Linked DNA regions of Mus musculus: regions 1, 3 and 4 are each linked to region 2. A link is a contact called in public Hi-C and promoter capture Hi-C data. All regions are on one chromosome and are shown on one strand. Each heading gives the region's core, a stretch centred on a gene start, on an enhancer-like site or on the middle of the called end of the contact. The rest is flanking DNA. Distances are from core to core; before and after follow the strand shown.

Region 1 (3,782 bases), core at 849-3,348, 1.7 Mb after region 2:
GTCAAGGATTCAGAAATGTAGGTTGGATAAGAAGGTTTTCTGGGGGGATGGGCACAGCTGAGTATGAAAAGAAAACAACCAAGAGTCAAGAAAGTTCAAGAACTGCCAGGCAGTGGTGGCACATGCATGCTTTTAATCCTGACACTGATGGAGAAGGAGGGGGTGGAGGAGGGGGCAGAGGCAGGTAGATTTCTGAGTTTGAGGCCAGCCTGGTCTACAAAGTGAGTTCCAGGACAGCCAAGGCTATACAGAGAAAACATGTCTCAAAAAACGAAAAAAAAAAAAAAAAGAAAGAAAGAAAGAAAGAAAACAAACAAAACAAAACAAAAACAAAAACAAAAACAAAAAAAAAGATTTAAGAACCATGAAATTCATTAAAGGATTGAAGAAACAATTAGATCTGCATTAAATTCTTCCTGGAAAGCTAGGTGTGGTAGCTCACACTTTTAATCCCAGAACTCAGGAATTCACAGCTATATGGATCTTTGTGAATTCCAGGCCAGATCTACAGAGTTCCAGGACAGTTGAGCTACACATAGTAAGAGCCTGTTTTAAAACAACAACAACAACAACAACTGGCTCTTGGAACTGGCGCGTGCCTTTAATCCCAGCAACTGGGACAGATGGGACAGAAACAGCAGAAATTTTTATGAGTTTGAAGCCTGCCTGGTCTACAGTGAGCTCCAGACCAGCCATAGTTACAGAGCAAGACCTTGTCTCAATACATACATGTATACATTTAATTTTTTTTTCTCCTAGAACTGCAGTGTAAAGTCTTAGCTGAACTTAGCTGAAGGACAGGATAAAAGACAACATAGAACCAGACTCCTTAATAGCCTAGACAGGCAGGATTTAGATTAATGCCTGGGTGGAAGACGTTGTTAAAATGGTAGAATCTTTGCCTATCTTGCCTGTCATGCATAAAGCCCTAGGTTCTGCCCTCAACACAGTAGTACAAACCAGGTGTGTAGTGGTAACCCCAGAACTTGGGCGGGCTGTAGAGGCATGTGGATCAGGAAGTCAAGGTCCTCCTTACCACTACTAGCCTAACATGCACAAGGTCCTGGGCTCCATCCCCAACACTCCAAAATTAAATGGATGAATGAATAAATAAAAATAAGTAACTTGAATAAGATAATGCTCTCTTCTCTCAACTAAGCATTTGTTGTGGATTATAATATGTGAGGTAAAGAATCCCGAAAACAGCTGGGCGTGGTGGTGCACGCCTTTAATCCCAGTACTTGGTAGGCAGAGGCAGGCGGATTTCTGAGTTCGTGGCCAGCCTGGTCTACAGAGTAAGTTCCAGGACAGCCAGGCCTACACAGAGAAACCCTGCCTTGAAAAACCAAAAAAAAAAAAAAAAAAGAATCCCGAAAACATAACATCCGCTAAAAAATCAGATGCAGGGTGAGGGACTCATTCCCTTATCTCCATTCATAGTTGACACAAAGACATCTTGTTTTGATCAAATAGCACTGCCTGGTAATGGAGGAAAACGGATTTTATAAACCTCGTTTTCAAACCTCCGGTTCAGACAGACTAGACTGGAGTTGGCCACCCGTCTCTGGACCTAAGTCGGGTCAAGCATTTTCTAAACAAATAACAGAGAGGATACATGTGGCAAACCTCTTCAACAACAACAACAATAACAACCACTCAAGTTTGGATAGTATTCATTGTTACATGCATTTTCTGTGTGCTGGAGATTTAACCAAAAGCCTCATATGCTGCTCTGCTTCAGTGTCGGAGGCTTGTACCCCGGCGGGATCGCTGTCTACCAACTCATACCCGCAGAAGCCAGCAGCTAAAGTAAGGAGGCGTGGGTGCTCAAGACGCTGGGGGCGCGTACCTTGTAGCTGGTTCCCTGCCTGTCCTTCATGGTGGAGACCAGCAGGCAGGCGTGGCCGCCCGGCTCTGCTCTTGCCTCAGGCTGCAGCTCATTCCTGCCCGGGGCCTGGCACAGGCTCACCACCGCTCGCACGCCCTTGCCTCGGCTCTTGAGCCCTAAGGTTGGCAAATGACAGCTACGGACCTCCACCTCGCAGGGCAGCCTCATCTTGCAGCTAAGTCGCCCGCTGGCCCGCAGGCTTTAAAACTTGGCGCCTCCCGCCTGACAGGTCTGCCGGGGTCCTCGCGATAGAGGTGTCCATGGTGCGCCTAAACCCATCGGCTTTGTGGCTTCTCGGAGTCCCACTCCAGTTTCCACGTAGAATGGTGGAATGCCCATGTTTTAGCATTATTTAACTTTTAATGACAGAACCTCTGCGTGCTCCGGAGCGCCCGGAGGATTTGTCCTCTGTTTTCGGACAGGCGGCCGCCGAGGGCACCATGTCCTTAAGCTGGGGGCGTGGTAGGTGTGGGTGTGTGCTGCCCGTCCTGGTGTTTCCCGCGCCCTTTGCTAGAGGCCAGCGGACCCGGGGATGGGGATAGCTGGAAGGCTGGTGTCACCTTGTTTATAGACACACACCCCAGCGAGAAAGCATTCTTGTTGGGCATTGCAAGTCAGAGCGGAGCTTTAGGTGACAATAACTGGCAAGGCAATTCCTGTTGAGCAAACTTTACTTTGCAGCCATGGTCGGCCTTGGAAAGGCAGTGGAGACCCACATTCACGCCTCATTTACTGAGCCCGTGGCGGTGGGAGATACCCTGGAGGGTCCCCCACCCGGTCAGAGGAGAAGGGGAGTGAGGGGAGGGTTGTGGGAGGGGATGAGCGGGATGTAAAGTGAATATGTAAAAAAAAAAAAAAAAAAACACTGCACACATCGGGTTGTCTTACCTTCAATGTCCTCGGTATCAACTTTCAAGTAAAAGCTACGAAATTGCTCAGCGACACTTATTTATTTGTTTGTTTGTTTGTTTATTTGTGTATCTATCTATCTATCTATCTGACCCCGGGCTAGGGAAGCGCTTACTCTCAGGTGAAGTGGTGCATTAGAAAACCCCCTTGCCTTACCTTGTAGTAAACAATTAATACAAGTTACACACTTGCAATTGTGAAATGGCTTTCAGAAATACCAATTTTCAATTTAACCGTGGCAAAATTCAAAATTATGATTTAGCCTTCAACGGACATCCCTGTTTACATATAACATGGTGAATTGTATCCGTGTTGGTTTCACATCCTCAAAACCACGTATTCAGGAGATAGGCAAAGACAATCAATTTGCACCCCACCACAAAAAATTCTCTTACACATTCATATGTTTTTAGTTGCTTAACATTTTTTTCTCCAGGCATTGTCACCTAAAGCTCTGCTGGGACTTGACATATGCTCCCTGATAGAGCATCAAAACATTTATTTTATTTTATGTATTCATTTTTTGGTTTTTCGAGACAGGGTTTCTCTGTATAGCCCAGGCTGTCCTGGAACTCACTTTATAGATCAGGCTGGCCTCAAACTCAGAAATCCAGCTGCCTCTGACTCCCAAGTGCTGGGATTAAAGGCGTGCGCCACCACAGCCCGGCACATCAAAACATTAGCAGCATTCTCAGGCTTATGGAAAAATTATATTTAAGCAAACCAGAATTTTTCAAGGACCATTAGGCTTCATAAATTACCTATTTTCGGTATTTGGGTGGATAATAGTAGAGATCGAAAATAGAACACCTGGGCTGGTGAGATGGCTCAGTGGGTTAGAGCACCCGACTGCTCTTCCGAAGGTCCAGAGTTCAGATCCCAGCAGCCACATGGTGGCTCACAACCATCCGTAACAGGATCTGACTCCCTCTTCTGGAGTGTCTGAAGACAGCTACAGTGTACTTACATATAATAAATAAATAAA
Region 2 (4,332 bases), core at 288-2,787:
AAAGGCATCTGTTTTCCTGCTCCATTCTGCTCTCTTCCCCTCCCCCACTCTCCATCCTGCAAGCCATTTGTAGGTCTTGGCTGTTACAACTTTCTACAGCACTCTCAATGCTCTAGATTCGGGATAAGAGAAAACAAACAAACAAAAACTCTTTTTGTCCTTTCAACAAAGTCGGGCCTAAATTTATGCTCTGTTCTTAAGAAAACTCAAAAGTCACAGGCCTTTTAAATGACAGATGTATTACGGAAAATTTTCCCCACAGAGTTTTTGATGCTGTGAAATATCAACTCCCTGAAACCACAGAAAGGAAATGACTTACATTCTTGGAAAATGAAGCCACTAGCAGTTTTCTCCAAAAGCATTCTCTAATCCCCAAACTACACACTGTGGCAACAGTGGGTATTTCGTGCAAAAACTAAATGTAGGTGGATGCTTCGAAGACCGGTAAACAAACACCACTCGGTCCAAAGAAAGGGGGGAATCATGCGTGGAAAATCTGGCAAGGTACGCTTTCCCTTCCACGTTCAAACGCGCCGAGAATCCTTGCACAAGTTTTCCTTCCTCGCAGTGGGCACTACACAGCTCCCGGGGTGCAATGCTAGCAAAACAGACTGGCCGCTTATATAAATAAATAAACAAATCCCCCAAAGGTGTAAGGGGGCCACTGAGCCAGAATTTCTTCCGACACTAGCCACACAACTGTACGGTCTGAAAATTGTTCCAGCTTTTATCTCAACTTTAAATGTGCTTGCTTTGACAGCTTTCCATCCATTCCTGCCTTTAAGAAAGCGCTCCACCATCAGGCTAAGCCATTCTAGAACTCCAAGTGTTGTTTAAATCCTGTAGACTTCACTTGGGTGGCCCCGAGCTGTCCACATCCCCGCTTTCCCGGAGGGGAGGCTAGTGGTCTCCTTTACCTGGTCGTGTTAAGTTCCTCCAGAAACCAAAATTCTGCAGGCCGCACCCGGGACTCGTGTGTCCCCAAGGCCCCCTTCAGGGTTTCCCACACTAGGCACTGGCGGGGATACCGGACAGACGCGCTGGGGTGCCTTCCCGAAGTGGGCTGTCCGGCCTGCGCGCACAACAGGCAATACCGCACATCGCTCGGGTACGCGGGACTCACGGCTCGTCCCAGCTAGTTACGGACGGGGCGCTACAGGCAGGCACCCCTCGAGCCAGAGTCTCGGAGATCGGGGCGCAGGAACGCAGAGCCCAGCCCCCTAGCTCCGCGCTTCCCTCGCGGCCGAGGCTGCCCGGGGGCCCCGGGCCTCCCGCCCCGGCGTGGGCGAGCTCCAACTCGCGGAGAGGCGACCTGCCCGCCCGGTGCCCGACGCCCAGAGCCCCGTGAGAAAGAAGAAAGACGCCGAGAGCGGCAAAGCCGGGAATCGCACTTTAGACCAGCAGGGGGCACAGCGGCGGCCAGGGCGCGCCGTCCCAGAAAGGGGGCCAGCAGGCCGGCGCCCGCTCCCGCGCGTACCTCCAAAGTCGACAGCGCCAGGCTTCCGACTCACAACCGGCGTCTGCTCCAGCGGCGCCGAGCCTACTCGCAGCTCCCAGCACTCCTGCTGCCGCCAGACCAACGCTGCAGCTGCCCCGCCCCCCGCCCACGCCTTCCGCTCCGCCCCCTCGAGTTCACGCCCACGGCCCGCCCGAGACACGCCCTCCCTGCTCGAGGCCCCGCCCCGCCCCAAATTGAAGGCGGAGACCGAGCAGCGGAAGAAGCAGAGAGCTGGGGTGATCGCGGCTGCACGTGGAGCGCTGCCCCCCCCCGCCCCGCCCCGCTCCGCCCCGGACCCAACCAAGAGTCCTGCGGAGGGGTGAAGAGACCCAGGGACCAGGGGACGCGGGTGACATCGGATAACCGAGTCGGGCTCAAGTGGGTTATATAGAGTGAGATATGCTTTGCATGCCTTTCCCAAAGGGACAGAGGCTTCGGTGCGAGGGTAATAGACTGTCCGCCCTCCCCTCCTTCGGAATGGTCCCCTTCTCCGCTCATGCCCCCCCCCCCCCCATCCTCCCGCACACCCTAGTCCCTAGCCTCTCCCTCACAGGCCTAGACGGGTTACCTGGGGGTGGTTGTTTTACGTGAGCTGCGGCTTAATAAATCTGAACTGGGGCGGCCCCTGCGAGAAGAGGAGATTTCGTGATTCCTCTATCCCCCTCCCGTCAGGCGCCCACTTCGACCTCACGGTTTTTATCCTGCATGTGGGCTGTGAGTGCCGCCTAAGCCCATCCGCCCCCGCTCAGTCTGTCTCCCCAGGTTGAAACAGCCGCTGCCTGTGGCCCTCAAAATGATGTGTACCCTTGGTGAAGGTTGCCGGCTTGGCTGTGAGCAGTGCAAAAGACAGCCCTAGAAGATTTCAATAACCCCAAAGATCCCAAGAGGAATGGAGGGTTCTTTGCTCCTTTTGGTAGTCGGGTAAAGAAGCGAAGTCCACTTGTTTGTGCTGCACCTATCTGGACCTGCTTAGGTGTCTAGCAGCTTAAGTGTGTGTGTGTGGTGGGGGCACTGCCACCCACAGTTACAAGCTTCTAAGTGTTTTGTGGATGGTGCTGCTCCAGTGAGGAGAATCTGAGATTCTAGCTTTTTCATGTAGGTGCAGACACCTGAGGAAGAACACTTGATACCCCATAGAAGCTGTATTTGAAATAGCTGATTGCTGTGATTAAACACCAAACCAAACCAAAGCGTTTATTTCTGCACACAGCTCTCAAGTCACACTGCGTCGCTGAGGGAAATCAAGACAAGAACTCAATGCAGAAACCCGGCATGGCCGTGGAAAAGTGTTTCTTACCGGCCAGGCTCAGCTTGCTTCTTTATGTATGTAGGACCACCAAGCCAGGGACTGTAGCCCCTCTCCCTTCCATGTGAGCTGGGCCCTTTGACATCAATCATCAATTAGAAAATTCACCAAAGGCCAGTGTGGTTGGGGGCAGGTCTCAAGAGTTGAAGTTCCCTCTTCCCAAATAATCTAGCTTGTGTCAAATTGACATAAAAACTAGCCAGCCAGCCTGGTGGGCCATGGTGGCGCAGACCTTTAATCCCAACCCACAGGAGGCAGAGATGGGCAGGTGGATCTCTGAGTTTGAGGCCAGCCTGGTCTACAGAGTGAGTTCCAGGACAGCCAGGACTACACAGAGAAACCTTGTCTTGGAAACAAAACAAAACAAACAAAAGACTCCAAAACAACTATCCAGCAGACCTTTCAATTGCCTTTCCATTTTGGAGACCGTGAATAGTAAGTTGTTGCTGGCTTCCACAAGTGTGAGCACGTACAAAAAAAGATATTTTTCTCTCTTTTTATATTTACTCCGGATGAGTGCAAATTGGGTATTAATTGGTAATCAACTGCTGTCTAATGAGATAAACCAGCATACAAACAAGAAACATAGTACTATTTTGGAAAAAAGTTTCCTAAATCTGACTTATTTTCAGGTTTCATATATGAGAATCTAGCAGAGAAAAAAACCCCAGCATATTGTTAGACTGTGAAACATAACTGTGATTATAAAGCAATTAGGTAACCCAAAGAGCAAAGTATCTTATGGAGCTTTTTTTAAAAAAAGAAAGTGTGAGATCAGACTTATTGTCCAGGGCTAGATTGTGGTAAAATTTACTATGTGAAATTTTTTTTTTCTGAATTGTAATGGTCATATTAACAGTGTGAAGACCACAATAATCACTCTTACATGATATATTTTTGTAAACCATTTCAAGCTATCTAAGTTGGTTTTATAAACTTTATAAAATGCCCCTTGGAAGCAGCATGCAGCCAACTAAAGGGGACTGAGAAAGGATGTGTTTCTTATCACAGGATGGGCTCTTAATGTGCTCCTTACAATGAAGAATGCAGCAGGTCTGTATGTGGTCTGGTTTTATCCTCTGACGATGGGATCTAGTTTATTTTCGCTGGTCCGATGAGATGTTTCTCTGAAGTGGAATACTTCACCAAGTGATGCATCCGTGCACATCTTCAATGATTACTTTTTCAGAAGCACTTACATATCATCATTTTTCGCGTTGTTTTTCTTTGGCTCTAGTCCATGGGTGTATTAAGTACTCCCAACAATGGAGCATAGGGTTAGCCCCGGGGTTCAAAGGTTAAAGACCCCCCTGAATCTTACAGCAGATTGGGAGGATGGGCGTGCTGTTCCAGAGCTGCAGCATCCTCAGTGGTGCCACAGAGATGCTCTGGAGCAGCAGTGCTCAGCCTGGAGCCTCCAGGAAAAACATCAGACACTGTGGGAACAGAAGTTTGCCTAGGAACCAGTCCTTCTCAAATCTGTCAGCATATTGGGATCACCCAGAGATTAGCAACGACTATGTACTGC
Region 3 (4,294 bases), core at 1,314-3,813, 1.9 Mb before region 2:
GACACATAGACACAAAGAAGCTCACAATGTATTCTTATAATGCTCATCATATCCAACCACTGAGGACCCCAGCTTCTTCAAACATGCTGTCTCAGGTGCATGCTGTCCCCAAAGATGTCCCAGGACATCTTCTAGGCTTCCCAATGGCAAGAGAAAGAAAGATCAGTGAAGGCCACTACAGGAAGGTTCCCTAAAGCCGGGCCACAAACTCAATAGAACAGAGCCCAGAAAGAAAAACAACTTCAAAATGGTAAAACATCTAAGTAGCAGGTCTATCAGGTATGTAGTTGTTAAAGGTATGTTCAACAGTCACAGAATGGCAAAAGAATAATAATAAATATACATGTGATGATGTAATCTACCCCTTGGCATTACTGATTCCAAAGCTCAAAGGGTCAAATGCCTTGTCCCTGGGCACAGATATTTTCGAGCACATTTCTGGCAGAGCACCATTCCTTACAACAGGTTATACTATAATTATGGCTGGTCACTACAGCCCTTCATACTGAAATGTAGTCATTCATTCCATGTGAAAAATAGGGACACAAACCCTGCAAGAAGCAACTTGATGCTTCCAGTGGCCAATTTTACTATTTTTCAAACATGTATTACAACTAATATAAAACATTATCCATCTTAATATTTGATACCACCAACATAATTACTCCCCAGATGTAAAAGTGTTTAGTATTAATACAAATGTTTGAAGAAACTTGCACATATAGTTCATTATAATTTCAAGGTATTACTGCTGTAAGCTTCTAGGTTAAAAGCAGTCATCCCAACATAGCTGACTGTTCAATCAGGTATATACAAGACAAGTGAGGAGAACTTGGTCTTGCACCATTCAAGAGGCCCCGAGCTAAATCTATCCCCAGCAATGCAAAACAAACAAACACACACACACACAAAAATGCAGCCCAGAACTGTAGCACTGGGAAGATGATCTGCTTTGTGCTTCAAATTATTAAACAGTCAAGCAGACATTAAGGCAATAAAGGCGGTATTGAAGATAAGTATGTGGGTGTGTGCTCACTATCTTTCTGGTCCTTAGTTTCCTCATCTGTAACTACAGAAATAATCTTTGGCAAAGGCCCAGAATACAGAAAAGGTTAAAGGGAGGTGAGAACCAAGCACTATGTAGTGAGCCCTCAGAAACCCTAAAATCCTAAGGCCCAGAAAACAATCATTTAAGTTCTATGATTCTTCAGCAGGCTTCTCCTCCATCCAGTAGTAGTCATGTTTGAAATCTGAAAGCCAGGGTTTAAAAAGATTGTTTTTGTTTTTTTCTCTGAACCGTGGAAAACTACTCATTTTCGTAACGTCAAAATCATTTATTCTTCTCAAACAATGCCAATCTCCTTATACTCTAACCGCGCGGTTAAAAATATACCAGGAGCATTATTCCAACTATCAGGAAACTTGGGGTGGGGGCGGCATCGTAGATTGCTTAGACTCTGACCTTTGTGGATTTCTAAGTATCGTGTAGTGTTTGAGAAAAGAGAAAAACACTTTGGATGATGAAATTTGCAAAAGATCTAAAACTCCAGTTGGCAGAAGGCTCTCCACAGCCAGCTGTCTTTCAAGAAGGGGATCCGAGTGTGTTTACAACCTACAAGCAGAAGGGAGCCAAGCCTAAACTAAACTCTAACATAAAGAACTTTCCTCCAATATATCAGGCCAAAATGATGCAAAACCTGTAGTTTACTTCAATGGGTTTGCTCCAAGCCGGAATAATGAATGAAATGGAGGCATCACTACTGAGTTGGGGGCCTCACTTTCAACCCAGCGGGTGAGTCTCCAAATCCAGTGAACTCACGGGCTGATCTGCTTCAAGGGGAGACCCCGCTGCAGGCTCCCCGAAAGTTCCGCGGCCGCCAGTGTCCGCCCCGCCCGGCCGAGGGTCGCGCCCCCTCCCAGCCGCCGCACACACCCCGCCTCCGCCCCCGCCGCGTGTTAACCCCTCGCCACCCGGCGCGGGCTCGGGGAGGAGGCCGCCCAGGGGGTGGAGTTGTCGCGTCTCCTCCCGGGATCGCCCGGGCAGACGCCCGGCTTGTTTACAGGCCCCAGGCCTGGCCGCCGCCGCACAGGCCCTCCGCCCGCCCGCCCTCGCCCTCTTCCTCGCCCTCGCGCCGCGCTTACCCGGAGCAGCCGCGGGCGGGCGGGTCCCTCGGTCGGCCGGGGCGGCGGTGGCGACGGCGGCCGGGCACGGGGTCCCGCGACGGCGGCCGGGCCCGGGCGGAGGAGGGGAGGAGCCGGGCTGGGTCCGGGCCCCCGGCTCTCGGAGCCCTCGCGGCTCAGATCATCCGGGCGTCGGAGCGGGAGGCAGAGAGCGGGGCCCGCGGGAGGCGGAGGAGGCGCCGAGGACTCATCGCTTTCCGCCCCACCTGCCTGGGCCCCCCTCCCCCCGCCCCAGCCACCCGATCCCGAGCTGCGGACCCGGCCGGCGCGGAGACCACGGCGTTCTAGCTCCTGCGCGCGCTCCCGCCCCTAGCGCCGCCACCGCCGCCGCCTCTAGCGCGGCCCCGCGCACGCGCGCTCTCGACACCGCTGCCCCTCGCCCGGCCCCGCCCCGCCCCGCGCCGCCGTTTCCCCCACCCCCGGCCCTGCAGCTGCGGCGCGGCCCATGGGCTGGAGAGACCCGGATGTGGGAGGGCCGGAACTGCGGCTTGGGCGGGGGAGGGGCGGCGGTGACGTCACTGCCCTGCGCTGCTCCTCAGGTCGCTGCCGCGGGCCGATCCCTAGGGAGCGTGGACGTCCTGGGTGCGAGCCAGGCGCGCGGCCTTCGCGCTAGGGCGCAGAGGGCCTCTCCAAACCCGGCTGTCGTCGTCGTCCGCACCCGACTCTTACACCTGCCTACGGACGCCGGTCTCCAGGTGCAGTCTCGGTTAGCGCCCGGCACAGGGGACTCAGCCTGCCCCTTCGACCCCACGAGGCGCACACGAGTGCCGCGGCCATACCGCAGACGTGCGTGTGCAAACCGTTCACGCCTTGGGACACGTGCCTAGCTAGAGCTTCTCGCGGGTTGTCCCCGAGTCCCTGCAGGGATTCCGAATTGTATTTATGTGCACGTTACGGGGTCACGTGATTCGGGCTCAACGGGCACCTCCAAAGACCTCCAGTGGGGCTAATGGAACCGAGGGTTTTTCAAAATCTAGAGGATAATCAGAAACGTGACAGCTGCTTTCACGGAGAGCTAGAGATGAGCAAAAGGTAACTGCACGTGCAGGCGGCCAAAATCCAGTTTAGCTAGCTCGACCACAGAAAACCCGACCCACGCTGCTTGCCGACGCCGGGATAGAATGACAAACCCTAGGCAGCCAATGAATCAGAGCTGGAAAGCAGTACATCACCAGTATGAGTTCCCATTGGTTGGGTGTGCCTTCCCAGCTTTTCAGTCACCAGCTTAACCCTTACAACCAAATTCGCAGGAATAGAAGTTTAAGAGAGATTCTGATATAATACAAAGAAAAAGCATATATTCCGCTGAAATAGGCTAATGCTTTAAAAAAAAAAATACTAAAACTATTAGCCAAATTGAGTTCAGACCAGTAACAAGATTAATTTCAGTAAGGCCTTCCCCTTTTCTCTGGTGCTTACTGCAGTTTGCCACCCCGCTACTTCGTGTCTCTTATAAACCACTCCATTGTCTTGACTCTTAGATCAAATACAACCTGCTTTTGCCGGCTGTCATCCCGCAAACTATTTCTCTATTTTGGATGTTGTGGTAACCATTTCTGATATTTTCACCACGACTTATGGAAGATGATTCCCTTTTCTTCACTTTTACACCTGACATCAATGGCAGGACCACATGTGAGACTGCCAATTCCCAGCAGACACTATCTTCACTGACCCTCCAAATCACTCAGTATTTTGGGAATACGATGAATTTGTAGCACCTCCAGGTATATAAAGTAAAAATAAAATTCACTATACAGTTCTTAATTCTTTTCTATACAAGTGCAGAAATAAATGAAATTAGGTGCGAAATCTTTTAATGAAATGCTGTTTTATTATTATATACAATATGTTGTTTAGGTTTTGTTAAGTGGGGATGCTGAGGATTAAAACCATGTCAAGTCCTCAACCATTAAGCTCTGTCCTCAGCCCTGGTTAGGGTTTTTGTTATGTGCTTGTTTTGTTTTTGAGACAAGGTCTCTATGTAGTGCTTGCTGGCCTCAAACATACAAGGATCCTCCCAGACTGCCTCTGGATTGCTGATAGTACAAGCATGTGCCACCATACCTGACTCAATTCTTAGTACTACTATTAATACTTAAAACAAGTTACT
Region 4 (3,763 bases), core at 138-2,637, 1.1 Mb after region 2:
GAGCCATCTCACCAGCCCGTAGCTTGGTTTTCAAGTGGGATAAGCAGGAGCCCGCCTTTGGGACCCTTTTCTCCTACTGGGCTGCCCTGTCTAGCTTCAAGAGGAGAGAATGTGTCTAGTCTTATGCAACGTCACATACAGTGGCTGGTTGATATCCATAGGAGGCTGCCCCTTTTCCTAAGTGGGTGGGTGGGGGTGGGGTCGATAGTGAGAAGAAGGCTACAGCGCTTTGGATGCCTGCTTTTAAAAATTTGGCAAGAATTTGAGGTTGGGCCAGGACTGGGAAGTAGGCTCAAGATGAACACAGCTGAGGACAGAGTTATTTTGTATTTTGATGGGTCTTGATAAGACTCTGAATACAACTATCATGGCACCTTTGTTTAGGCTTTGTTCCTTAACTCTGTTTATGACTTAGGACTGACCTTATTCTTTGCATGTACTTAGAATTGTATAAAAGCAGACTGACTGGAGGAAAAATAACCTTGCTTCAACCTCAGAACGGGCTAGGGTTATGTTAATAGTACTGTCTAATTGTCTTTTTCTTTTCAATTTTTTCATCCCTCCCTGGAGAACCTGTTGACTGAGCTGGCTTAGTCAGGAAGGCCTGAGAGAAGGAAGGGGAAGCTGGGGCAGAGATGTAAATTAATAAAGAAAAGTTTGGGGCTAGAGAGATGGCTCTATGGTTAAGACTGTTAACTGGTCTTACCTGAGGGCCTAGATTCCCAGCACCCACATGGCAGCTCAGAATTTCCAGTTCCAGGCGATCCTGTACTCCCCTTTCTGGTCTCACAAACTCCTGCACATACCTGTTGCAATAAGCTCGCATAGGCACATATACAAGTCAATAATAGAAACCAAAAAAACAACACTAAATGACGACAGAGACCGAGCCGTCTACTTTCATCCAGCGCCTAGCTCAGCGCCCGATATTTACAAGCTGAGTCAGTGGTTGAATGAACAACCAACCAGGAGCCCCATGAAGGGCCCAGAAACCTGCGGGCAATCAGCAGGGTAGTGACAGGGAGCGGCAGGAGGTGGCTTAGTCCCCAGCTCCCGGGCCACAGCGTCGCCAACCGACCAGGAGGCGTGGCCGAAGGAGAGGCCGCAGGAGCCAGGGGTCACCCCGACATGCCCAGCCTTCTCTGGCGGAACAGCGCCGGCGTCCAGTCAAGCCTGTGCGGGCGGAGGTCCCGGAGAGTGGAACCACCACCCGGTCCCCGCCTTCGCCCTAGCTCCTCTTACTCACGGCGTGCTGCGTCCCTGCGCCTGGCCGGCCCTTCGCCCTCGGTCTTTTCCTTCCACGGCGCTCGCTCATTGGCCAGCGGAGACCACGCCCACGTCAGGCAAACGCGCGTGTTTCATTGGCTCTCGTCTGGGGGCGGGGCTGGAGAGCGGCGCGCTTCACCCTTAGAGTCCGTTCAGGTTGCGGGTGCTGGGGTGGAGGGAGGGGAGGTGGCGCAGGCCATGTGGCCGACCCTGCGCTACGTAGGCGGTGTCTGCGGACTGGCCCGGTACTGCGTGGCTGGGGGCTTCCTCCGCGCAAGTGGACCGGCGTCCGGGGTGCCCGGGCTACTGTGCGGGGGTGGCCGCAGAAGCTCCAGCACCAGGTAAGTGAGAGGCGGCGGCCTGCACTTGCTGTTCCGCTCAGGGATCTCCAACTGAACCTGTCTGTGTCCCCCGACTCGATGTCTCTGTCCCCGGCGAGGAAGTCCTGATTCTGTGGTCCAGCCTCGAATCCCAGGAGCTGCTGACCCGCAGGGTTCGTCCACTGCGTTTGTGCGCCATAGGAAAGGCAGTGTTGAGTTGAGGTCCGGAGCTAATCTGGCTCCGAATACACAACTCCTCTCCATTTCTTAACCACTCTAAAGGGTGACTGGTGACTAGGATCCTAGTCTGGCCCCTAGGTGGTCACTTTGAAGATTAAAAGACCTAGCACACTGCCAATAAGTATGCAGCTTCTTAACTATCATCCCCTGTGTTGCTTGGAAAATCCAGAACTTGGCTTCTGTGGGTCAGTTCCTTGCACACACTAGAGTTGTCCTCACTAGAAGCAACTCAGTTGCCTACTGTGAGCTGCCTAGGAAAGCTGGCAAATACAGTGTTCGGTGTGAAAGCTTTAAGGGCGGGGTGGAGGGGTGGGGGTGGGGGAGCTTTTGATTGTTTGAGACAAGGTAGACCATGCGAATGGATTTAGTGGCAGACCGAGGTGTGGCACGACCCTGGAGAGGGGCAGTGTTTTTGTTTAAGACGCGTTTAAAGCATGTTAAACGGTACTGGTTTGTTTTCCTTTGGCTGTCCTATGACTCCGGTGTAGATCAGGCTGGCCTCTAATGCCTCAAGCTATCAACCTGCCACTCCTTTCCTAGTGCAGGAATTAAAGGCACGTGCCACCCAACCTGCGCCACCTTAACTTTTGAGACTGGATCTCTCCCAATTTCTCTCCCTCTCCCTGTCCCCCTCCCTTTTTCCCTCCCCCTCCGTGTGTGTGTGTGTGTGTGTGTGTGTGTGTGTGTGTTTCTATCTGTCACTTGCTTTTTCCACATGGGGTCTCTCTTTGTATCCTGGCTATCTTGTTGACCAGGCTGTCCTTGAACTCAGAGATCTTCAGTGTCTGCAGGGATTAAAGGTGTTTGCCTCCACTGCCTCGGGGCAGGAGAGGGATGGGGTGGGGGATAGGGTCTCTTGAGGTGATTGGTTGGTTGCTCAGTAAGCACGAGGGATCTGCCTGTCTCCCTGCCCCTGATCCCAAGGTTACATGGGTTGAACAAGGAATGCCCTTACATAAAGGTGCTTTGGGTACAAACTCAAGTCCTCACTTGTATGGCAAGCACTTTGCCAATTAACCATTTTCTTATCCCAGTTTTTAAAATACTGATTATTTTGAAACAATTGTAGACCTATAGAAAGTTGCAAAAATTATAGAATGGTTTTATGTCACCTTCCTCCTGTCCCACCATTTGCCTTGGTGTTAATGTTGATACAATGCACACATTCAGGTTTTACCAAATTTATGTGCATTCTGTGTTCTGTGTATAGCTCTATACAGTTTAATCATATTTTGTGTAATCTCAGTTTGGGCATAGAAATGCTCTATTGTGGGCCTGGACACGGGTGCCCTCTAAGGTGTCAGGGCCCGGTTATTAGTGAGCTTTTGAGGATCACCAAAGACGAGCCCTGACAGCTGCCCACAGCTCTGCCAGACACTGGGCTATAGCAGCTGCCCTGGTAGCAACATGAATGAACAGTATCTGCCAAGTGCTGGCTTTCTAATAGTCAGCAGTGATACCAGCCAAAAAGTAAGGTTTAGGGACTTTCCTGGATCCTGTAACTGTGGACTAGGTCTTTGCTGGATTTGGTCTGTGTTCCCATTTTGGCAGGTTTGGGGGCCTCCATGCTAGGTTCTAAGCTTAGGATGGTGCCTATAACATGATTGGTTGTGCTAAGGTCTATGGGCCTCTGAAAGCATCTCTGGAGAGAAAACCTTGACCATAACCTATCCTCCCATAACCTATCCTCAGGTAGAGGCATCTATCTGCTGGTTGTCTCATGTAGGAGGCCTCCACCCTCACCATCCTTTGGTTCACTTTCATCCATGGTTCCCCTGACTCCTTCCCTGCCACCCAGGAGCCTATGATAAAAGCTCCATCATGATCAGAGTGAAGCTGAAGAAGGTTCATATGCAGAGACTATGGTCCCAGCAGAACTTAAGTATCTGATTCTGTCTGGGAGGGCAAAGGGCAAATGATAGTATAAATGGTATGTG

Evidence for each region. Promoter capture Hi-C pulls out the DNA fragments that hold promoters and counts their contacts. Hi-C and Micro-C count contacts between places; a contact is called where the count stands out from the background.
Region 1: a Hi-C map of CD8 T cells shows a contact between it and region 2, with 4 times the contacts expected there. The contact joins the promoter of Lrr1 here to the promoter of Frmd6 in region 2. A contact is called at or near these places in 1 of 39 promoter capture datasets (pre-B cells), 4 of 484 Hi-C or Micro-C datasets (CD4 T cells, CD8 T cells, centrocytes and 1 more), 2 of 115 datasets of contacts at active chromatin or transcription factors (large pre-B cells and pancreatic cancer cells) and 2 of 9 other capture datasets (adipose tissue and liver).
Region 3: a contact with region 2 is called in a promoter capture Hi-C map of pre-B cells, with 4 times the contacts expected there. The contact joins the promoter of Ppm1a here to the promoter of Frmd6 in region 2. A contact is called at or near these places in 1 of 39 promoter capture datasets (pre-B cells), 2 of 115 datasets of contacts at active chromatin or transcription factors (microglia and pro-B cells) and 1 of 9 other capture datasets (liver).
Region 4: a promoter capture Hi-C map of pre-B cells shows a contact between it and region 2, with 2.9 times the contacts expected there. The contact joins the promoter of L2hgdh here to the promoter of Frmd6 in region 2. A contact is called at or near these places in 4 of 39 promoter capture datasets (the C10 cell line, liver, neutrophils and 1 more), 2 of 115 datasets of contacts at active chromatin or transcription factors (astrocytes and extraembryonic endoderm stem cells) and 1 of 9 other capture datasets (liver).

What each region holds. Positions count from the first base shown.
Region 1 is chr12:69,167,130-69,170,911 of GRCm38.p6, reverse strand. Lrr1 (leucine rich repeat protein 1) reads right to left here and starts at 2,098. Exons shown (of 4, transcript NM_001081406.2): 1 at 1,850-2,098. The coding sequence starts at 2,056.
Region 2 is chr12:70,822,719-70,827,050 of GRCm38.p6, reverse strand. It overlaps Frmd6 (FERM domain containing 6), which reads right to left and starts at 1,537. Exons shown (of 14, transcript NM_028127.3): 1 at 1,478-1,537.
Region 3 is chr12:72,759,480-72,763,773 of GRCm38.p6, reverse strand. Ppm1a (protein phosphatase 1A, magnesium dependent, alpha isoform) reads right to left here and starts at 2,563. Exons shown (of 6, transcript NM_008910.3): 1 at 2,143-2,563.
Region 4 is chr12:69,722,498-69,726,260 of GRCm38.p6, reverse strand. L2hgdh (L-2-hydroxyglutarate dehydrogenase) reads left to right here and starts at 1,387. Exons shown (of 10, transcript NM_145443.2): 1 at 1,387-1,607. The coding sequence starts at 1,465. Dmac2l (distal membrane arm assembly complex 2 like) reads right to left here and starts at 1,316. Exons shown (of 5, transcript NM_026536.2): 1 at 1,247-1,316.